Linked DNA regions of Mus musculus: region 1 is linked to region 2. Evidence: chromatin contacts called from public promoter capture Hi-C data. All regions are on one chromosome and are shown on one strand. Each heading gives the region's core, a stretch centred on a gene start, on an enhancer-like site or on the middle of the called end of the contact. The rest is flanking DNA. Distances are from core to core; before and after follow the strand shown. Region 1 holds the start of Chrdl2 (chordin-like 2). Region 2 holds the start of Rps3 (ribosomal protein S3).

What was found. Promoter capture Hi-C pulls out the DNA fragments that hold promoters and counts their contacts.
Region 1: a promoter capture Hi-C map of hippocampal neurons shows a contact between it and region 2, with 2.7 times the contacts expected there. The contact joins the promoter of Chrdl2 here to the promoter of Rps3 in region 2. A contact is called at or near these places in 12 of 39 promoter capture datasets (the 3T3-L1 cell line, 3T3-L1-derived adipocytes, the HPC-7 cell line and 8 more).

The regions. Positions count from the first base shown.
Region 1 is chr7:100,004,291-100,008,817 of GRCm38.p6, forward strand. Chrdl2 (chordin-like 2) reads left to right here and starts at 2,114. Exons shown (of 11, transcript NM_133709.3): 1 at 2,114-2,357. The coding sequence starts at 2,276.
Region 2 is chr7:99,481,360-99,485,836 of GRCm38.p6, forward strand. Rps3 (ribosomal protein S3) reads right to left here and starts at 2,350. Exons shown (of 7, transcript NM_012052.2): 1 at 2,233-2,350; 2 at 1,211-1,341; 3 at 902-995; 4 at 338-432. The coding sequence starts at 2,262. It overlaps Snord15a (small nucleolar RNA, C/D box 15A), which reads right to left and starts at 1,573; the gene lies at 1,426-1,573.

The sequences.
Region 1 (4,527 bases), core at 864-3,363, 520 kb after region 2:
TGGGGGAGGCGAGTGGTTGGTAAAGGTGGAGGGGGTAGGAGGATACTGGTGGGTAGAGTGGGTACAGAGTGGGTGTAGGGGGTGTAGGGTGGGTACAGGGTGGGTAGAGTGGGTGACGGTGACAGAAAGGAGTCAGGAGTCAAATGTGCACAGACTTAAAGTCAATGCTGAATGTTATACATCTTAATCATACGAGTTCCAAGATGGCCAGAATGGGTTCAAGGGGGGCAAGGGGGCATCTGGTTTGTCGTTGAAATGATCAGCACAACTCTTGTGGAGAGTGTGGGGGAAAATACATTGGAACGCCTGGACCAGGGACAGGAGACCTGAAGACAGGCTGTGGGAAAGGACTGTGAGTAAGGACTGAAGACACCAGAGCTCTGAGGAAAGCTGAGGTGGCAGAGACCCTTCAGGAAAGCAGAATGAACAGGGTTTAGAACCCAATGAGCCCACCTTTGGCAACCTTAGACATCAAGACAGGTACAGAGCACACATTAGCAGAGACGGGGGGGGGGGGGGAGATTACTTCTTAGCAAACACTGTATCCAGGAGGGTGGAGTGGAGGAGAGCTTTGACAAGGAGAACCTAAGTCAGAGGAGGACTGGAAGGAGCTCATGTTTGTCTTCACTCTGAGAGCCCTGAGTAGGGGCTTTCTTGGTCACTGGTTCCTCCCACTGCTCACTTGGCGTGAGGAGTGCAGCCTTAACCCTGCCAGTCAGATAACCTGGAATGGGGTGTGGCCTGCCACTTCTCCATCCTTACACCTGTCCTGGTCTGAGACACTGGTAGCTGTGTAAGAGATGCTCAGGAATCAAGGTCCAAAGCCAGGACGACTGTGTTTGCCCACAGTGGCCCAGCAAGCTGTGGATGGCGCCAGCACCTTGAGTCTGCCCTCTCATTGCAGAGCCTGTGTGCTCTGGGGTGGACAGAGCTTGTTCTTTTCTTAGGGTCCTATTAGTTCAGGAGCTCACCTAACATGAGGTCTGGAGCAACAGCCTGCCCAGGCTGCTGGGGTTCTGGATCAGCGTGCTCACCTTCTGGTGAAAGGACAAAGCTCTGACCCTGGCTGTCACTGGCGCATGCAGAGCAGTGGGGCCTCGCCTGTAGAAAGAGTTCATCCTGGGCTGCTTGGTAAGTGGTAGCAGCAGTGACTCCATAGCAAAGCTACCTCTCATCTGGGGATGATGCCTAGGACCACCACCTGCCAATGGGAGATTCCAGGTACCTGAAATGGCTTTCCTCCAAAGTTGAAGTGCTTTGATGTTCCAAATCTTATTTAATCCTTTGCGACATTTGCAGGACGATATTGAAGACTTTTAAAGTAACTCAAATCATTATCTTAGTGCTGGAGAGAAAACCTTTCTCCTAGGCGCTATGTGCAAGCACACAGACTGTGTTCAAAATGGCAAGTGTCTCTGCACTCCCCCACCAAATACCCAATCCTGAGATTCCCAGACCCGTACTATGACCTTCCCCACTCAGTTTCATCTGAAATCTAACTGGGTTGGTTCCCCTTGCAGGCTGCGTACCGCGGGGAGCCAGGGGTTAAAACCCGGGGCGTCTGTGGCCCCCTTCCCCCTCCCCAGCCCCCTCGTCTCCACTCGGCGCCTTGCCTGGAGCGAAGGTTCCCAGCCCTGCACTAAAGGGGAGGGGGAGAAATGGGCTTGTTTCTCGTGGCCAATCCACGAGCTCGCGGTGCCTCAGAGGAGGCGCCAGCATTAGGGCGGCCCAGGGCTGCAGGCTTCCCGCGGCAAAGTACAAATGCGCCCGAGCGCGGCGTCTGGCGCCCGAGGCGTGCACAGCGGCAGCGCTCAACCTCCCCCGCGCCGCCACCGAGGGTCTTGTCGCCCCACCGCGCCCCAGACCCGCGCCGGACCCCGCGCCGCCGCGCCGCCGCCAGCCAGCGCCACAGGGACACTGCACCCCGGTGACCGCACCCCGCAGATCCCGGTTCTCTAGCTAGCACCTTCTCCCTCTCTGCCATAGCCTTTTTCTTCATTTCCCCAACTAATTTCTCTCTCTCTCTCTCTCTCTCTCTCTCTCTCTCTCTCTCTCTCTCTCTCTCTCTCTCTCTCTCTCTCTCTCTTCTCCTCGTCCCCTCCCCACCGTCCTCTCATCCTCACCTTAGACCTCTCCTGTCCTTGGCTCCTCTTCATCTTTGCTTTTCCGACTCCTCAAGCAGCGGTCCTACTTGGTCCTCTGAGGACTTACTTGTGTCCTTATCTCACTTTCTCCCGGCTCATCCCGGGGTTGTCTGACCTTGGGACAAGGAAGGATGGTTCCCGGGGTGAGGATCATCCCCTCTTTGCTGGGACTCGTGATGTTCTGGCTCCCGTTGGACTCGCAAGCACTATCCCGTAAGTAGAAACCAGGCAAAGTCTGGGCAGGCAGGGGAGGGATGCGAACCAGTGGGATGTACTTTGCTGGAAGATGTTAGTTAGGACCTGGGGACCCCTTAACGCTTGCATTTATCCAGGCAGCACCTGCATAGCAGGGGTAGATGTTGCTCCATGACCAGTGTGGGCTGGTGAGTCTTGGGGGGAGAAAAGTTTGGCAGAGTTTCTTTCTGGGGTGCTGCTGGGGGAAGAGCAGTGTGCATTGTGGGAAGGGACTTTACTCCCAGCAGCCTGATGTGTTGAGTGTGAAAGACGGAAAGGCTGATGAGCTCCTGGGCTGAAAGATGAACAAAGTGGAGTCCATTATCGCTTTTGATACTCACAACACTCCATGAGGTGTCATCATTACATTTAATTGATGAGTAAAATCGGCAGGGCAAAGAGAAGAAAGTTTCCGAAGCTGGTAAGCTATCCAAAGCCAAGAGTCTAATTCCAAATCCTGCCTTTACAGCGTCTGGGAGACACCCCGATGTGGGGCTGTGAGACTGGAAGGCATCGGGGCGTGGTGAAAAAAGATGAGGTTCTTCATCTTCCCAGCCTCACTGTGTGCCAGCTGATGGGTCAGACACGGAGGGCACCTCACCATCTCTTTTCTAATCTATAAAATAGGAGCCTCTTAAAGCCGTTAAATGTATTAAATGACAGGGAGCAGGCAGAGCAGCTTGTATAGAGATGCTACAAGGTGGCCTCATCAAAGTGTATCAGCTGCCTAAGCCCCCAGAGTTTCCACTTCAAACAGTAGGTTATGCAGGACCACAGCCTCTGTTTCCTAACTGCCCCTCCTTATGCTGGTGACTCCTTCTGAACCTCCCCAATAAAGAAACAGAGCCCAACAAGGACAGTAGTTTGCTCCAGGCCACCAAACTTGAAGACCCAGGTCCCCACCCCCTAGCTGACAACCTTTTCCAGGCTTGGCTCCACCTGCCAGCTCTGCTTCTGACTGGCTACTGGCTTTGTGGAGCTAGTGAGGCTAGATTCTGTCCTGCTTCTGGGAATGGAAATGTTGCATGTCTGTCTGACGTCCCCTAGCCTGTCAGTGGCATGAGAATTATGGACACCCTCATGTCTCATAAGACAACACAGAGAGCTCAGACTTGGCTTCAATTCCTGACTGCCTCTTACACCTGAGTCATTTTTCAAACTTCTGTGAACTTCAGTTTCTTCATCGGCAAACAAGAGCTACTAACCAAGGTCTAAGGATGTGGGGGAGGACTAAAGGGAGTGATGCTTTCAGATGCATACTGTCAAATATTCAGTAAATACCCCCTCCTTCCTTAAGCCCTGAGAGTTTCCTCCTAGCCTGCCTGCTGTCCACTGAAGGAGACTTAGTCTCAGAGGACTGCCATGCCTGCCCTGGACTTGACCCTGGCCCTGCAGCTTCCTTTCCAATACCATTGCCCTGGGTGAACCACTCTGATGATGGCTCAGAAGTACTCAAAGCCCCCGTCTGCCCACCATGACCACCTTCAACAATTCAGACACCTCTTCCAGAAAATTCTACCTGGTGACCAGCTCCCTTTCTGACCTCCCCTCCTCTGTGCCTCCAAGAGCCTTCCTGTCTGTTTCTGTCACTAGGTTCTTCAGTTGGCTACCTCCCCCATAAATACAGAACCCCAGACACTCAAGAAAATGACTATCACTAAAGCGAGGTGGCCTGGCATTCTGGGAGGAGCATTAAGATCCTGGTGGTGTCATGGCTGAAAGAGCTTTCTCTTCTGTGTCTACTATCGGATTATCTCCTTTCACAGTTCATCTGAAGGAGGGTCTGCTACAAGGCCACAAAGGAAGGAACAGAGACCTAGATCCTAACCCAGGTCCCGTCATTTGTTGGCCGTGGGAATTGGGACACATCCCGTATCTCTGAACCTAATGATGATTGGTGCTGTAGGTCTAAGAATTTTGCAAGTCTCCTGCTGGTATCCTATTTTAAGGTCTTGCATGAAAGCTCTTGTCTTAGGGTAAGAGAGATCTCAAGCCTGTGGTGTGTAAGAAGTCCCCTGGTGACATCCAAAGTGCTTTTACAAATGGTGCCAACAGATGGGTGTTCTTAGGTCCAAGCCAGCCACACCGTTAAGTATGTCTAGGGCAAGTGAGCCGGGGTTTTGGCATACTCCTTACCTGAAGTCCAAGG
Region 2 (4,477 bases), core at 1,100-3,599:
ACAAAGCGGATGCCCCTCCCTGTTATGATTCTATCTACTCGTTTCATTCTCAACATACCCACAGCATTCCCTCGTCAGAGCACTGACCATTTTTTCGGGGCTCATCCCACAGCCCAGGCTGGTCCTCCCAGTGCTGGCATACAGGCATGTGTCACCAACAATAGGTCCTTCATCCACCAGCCTACTACTAGCCTAGTTAGCCTAACTAGGTTCAGTGGGGGGATGGGCTACACCACCAGAGACTAGATGATTCTGTCAATCAAGTTATTTGCTAACAAAAATGCTAGCACACACTAATCCACAGGAGGGCATGACCATCAAGTCTCAGGACACTCACCTTCGAACCGCAAGCCCTCCAAGGAGTTTGTAGCGTAGAGACTCTGCCTGGGCAATGGCACACAGACCTCTTGTGGCCACTTTCTCTGCATAAAGCTTTAAAGAAAGCAAAGTACATTCCTGTCACTCACCCATCTTCAATTAAGCCATTGTAATATCCCTTAGATACTCAAGTACCACGACTACCCACACAAGGCAGCGATGAAGGCTGAATCGCCCTTCTACTCTGGTTCCTCACAACCACACTAAGGATAGCCAGTCACCCATGCATTATTTCTACATTCGACCACCAGAATATCATACTGTTTGTGGTTTAAGACAGGGTCTCACTACAGCAGCCCTGACTAGCTCTGCCCCGCCGTCATCCTGCCTTCTGCGTGCCAGGACAAGAATATGGGCCCCCGCCATGCATGGCAATCGCTCTGCTTTTAAGGAAATTTTGGCAGAGCATCAAGTACCTGTGACTGTCACTGGCCATGTCAGGTTTTCAGAAGTACAATTCTATAGCAGAAGCCACATCCCAACTCAGTCTAAAACCCCCGGGAGATAAAGCAGAGGAACTCACCTCTACGCTGCCTTCAGGGAAGCCAAAGCGCTTCTGGACAACTGCGGTCAACTCTCTGATCCGACGACCCTTCTCCCCAAGAACATTCTGTGTCCTGTAGAGGGGAAGCGCAACCATTTACTCAAGATCCCACCTGCCGCCCACCACAACGCCAGCACACACGTTAAATGGAAGGTAAGTTCTTCCCAAATGCAGTTCTAACAAAGCAGTTACACCCACTGAGGCCAGATTTACTGCTTGGTTGGCCCAAGTTTACACAGCATCTCAGTACACACAGTATTTACAGGTGACAATCAATGGTATTTCTACCTGGTGGCTAAAATAATGATTTCTGTCCTGGTTGGTGTAACTCGGACTTCAACTCCAGAGTAGCCATCTTCAGCCAGCTCCCGAGTGAGAAATTCATTCAGCTCAGCTTTGAAGATGCCATCAGCTACAAACTGAACCAAAGGAAACAAGTTACCTCTGAGGTGAAGACAGGGTTAGTCAGAGCAAGCCCAATGGCCCTACAGAAAAGCAGCAACCCTTCTCAGACAAATGCCTCTTGGTCATCTTTAGGAAGTTTCTTTTGACCACAGTGCTTTCAGCTGTGCCACAGAACGCAGCATAGTGAGGCATCTTGGACAAAGACAACACTTCCTACTCAGACTCGTCATCACCTCTTCATCGAAGGGCTCTACGGCATAATCTACACCCAAGAGACAAAGAAAAATCTGTCTCCAAGTAGCACATGTACAGCTGGGACTGTAAGTTGTACCTCGGATAGGAGAGGAATCCTGACTCAAAACAGGTTTATCATCTGTGTGCATAAGCACAAACGACAGACCATCTATTTCTAAACCTGGCAACCTGCACACTTTTCCCCCATGAAATGATAACCACAGGGACGCTGCAGCTCCGGGTCCCGAGTGAACACGGCAGCAGTCAGTAAGTAGGCTTTCAACTATGGCCACTTGCAGGATCACGCGACTAAGAGAAGGGACTGCTAAACTTCACTTACTAAAGAAACTGGACTAGATCTGATGGCACACGCCCTCTAACTGTGCCACAGGATTACTATTATGGAGACCAAGAAACGCTCAAAGGTGTCTAGTCCGGAACTGGAGGCGCCCGGTGTTCGAGTCGGTCCAGAACTCGAGGAGTTTGTCCCTCCCTTGCCCAGGCACACAGCACTCGCCCGGCTCCGGCCCAATACACAATCTACGGCCATCCGAGGCTCGAAGAGACGGCAGGCGGCCCCAGACGCTCCACAGGACTGATCACGGAGCCACAGGCCTCCCTGGCACTTGTAGAACCCGCGGCGGACTCCCGAACCGGGCCCAGACGCTTACCTTCCTCTTCTTGGAAATCTGCACCGCCATCTTGCAGCCGCGCGCCGCTGAAAGGAAAGGAAGTGGCTCGCGGGCGGAAGTAGGTATATAGGGCGGGAGCAATGACGCCGCGCAGCGCGGCGACCCTTGCAAGTGTTCATGGGAAATGAAGTTTTGCATGGGAAATGAAGTTTTGCGTCTAAAACGGCGTAGGGGGGGTGTAACCTAGCAACCTGTAATGTAGGCGGAACAGGAAGTAGACATCTAGTTCCGGTCTGAAAGTGCTCTGTACTCAGCAAGCTTGGGGTTCCAGCACTAACGAAGTAGAGGGTCACAAGTTTAAGGTCATCATTGACTACATAGCGAATTCGAGGCCAGCTTGGCCTTTATGAGTTTCTGACTCAAAAGTAAAAACGTAAATAAATAAAAAATTTGAAAAGAGCAACCTTCAGACTAGAGGTGCAAACCACAGGCATAAGCACACACTAACAGATTTTACCACCTTCACGTTCACGCTAATGAAAACTTTCATTGAAATGTATTTAGAGGACCAGCTGGATGGCTCAGTAAGTTACAGAGTGAGTGGGACAGTAGAAAACCATGGCTGCGTATACATATATGCAAGCATAAAACACATGCGTGCGCACATGCACACAGATTTAATATTATTACAAAGGTAAACCCTGATCCATGAGATGGGCTTATTTGTAGGATTTCTGGTAGTGAGCACCTCCACTAGAACCTGTGGGAAAAAAAAATTTTATTTTTTGGTTGTTTTGTTTTGTTTTGTTTTTCCGAGACAGGAACTTTTTTGACTCGCAGCAGGGTGGAATACCAGCAGCAGGGGCTTGTCAAAATAATAAAGCACCAGGGCTTCGGGGACAGACTGTTGAATAGTATAAATCTAGGCCATAGGACCTTCCCTTCACACAGACCCTGATGTCCACACAAGCAAAAGTTCATTGCCCAGAGGCAGAACCTGCTGATATAACTTGTACTGCAGTGTGTGGCTCACTTCACACTGGAAACACGGGAGTCTGTTTCACCCTGTATTAATCCCACGGAACAAAAGTAAAAACTATTACTTAAACTCTTTTAGACAAATTAAGCAAGTTTTATTTTCTATCAGACAGGGCTATCTCCCTAAAGTGGAGTTTTAAAGAATAGCATCAAACATAGAAGTGGAATTTATATAACTCAAAATTTCTAAGACTAGGTGGTTTCCAAGGGAAGAGAGATTTCCAGGGGAATGTTGGCTACACAGGAACTTGGCAGAACATCTTATCAGGGTGGAAGTCAGGGTATAATGGAGTATGGAACATGTCAAATTCCAGAAAATGGGTTGACGACAGGATCAAACCCAAGTGTTACAGAAAACAGGAATGAACTTATTTTGACCTTGTAACAAGATGGCTTCTAATCATGGGACAGAGTCAGACTGGTCTGTCACCTGATGAAGCTGTTTCTCCATTTCTAGTGCACCACAGCCATGGCTGCCTTCTTATAACTATCTCCTTGTATCTGAAGACCTGTGCCAGCTACCCTGATGGCCGTGCTCAGAAAATTCAATGATGCCTCTCACACTAAAATCATGACTCAGGGCTGGAGAGATGGCTCAGTGGTTAGAAACACTGGCTTGCCTACCAGAAGACCCATGTTCAACTCCCAGTCCTACATGGCAGCTTACAACTGTGACTCCAGTTTCAGGTGCTCTGATACCCTTACACAGATATGCATGCAAGCAAAACACCAGCACGCATGAAATAAAAGTAAATACCTTTTTAAAAATGACTCTGCTGTTTATACTCAGGATGTCAATACTGATGGAGGGCACCTGACCTTGAGTGCTGAAGTCACAGCGGCCAGTCTCTGCCCTAGGTAAATTCCAGGGGTTCACAGTCTTATACACTTTCTCTCTTTCTTTCTTTCTTTCTTTCTTTCTTTCTTTCTTTCTTTCTTTCTTTCTTTTTTCTTTTCTTTTCTTTTTTTTTTTTTTTGAGACAGGGTTTCTCTCTGTAGCCCTGGCTGTCCTGAAACTCACTCTGTAGACCAGGCTGGCCTTGAACTCAGAAATCTGCCTGTCTCTGCCTCCCGAATGCTGGGATTAAAGGCGTGCACCACCACGCCTGGCTTCTACCTTAATTTTTGAAGTAGGGCCTCTTACTGAACCCGGGACTCTCCATTCCAGTTAGGCCTGCTGGCCATCAAGCTCCTAAAATCTTCCTGTCTCCACCTCCAAGGCTGAGGTAACTAACAGGCTTGTGTG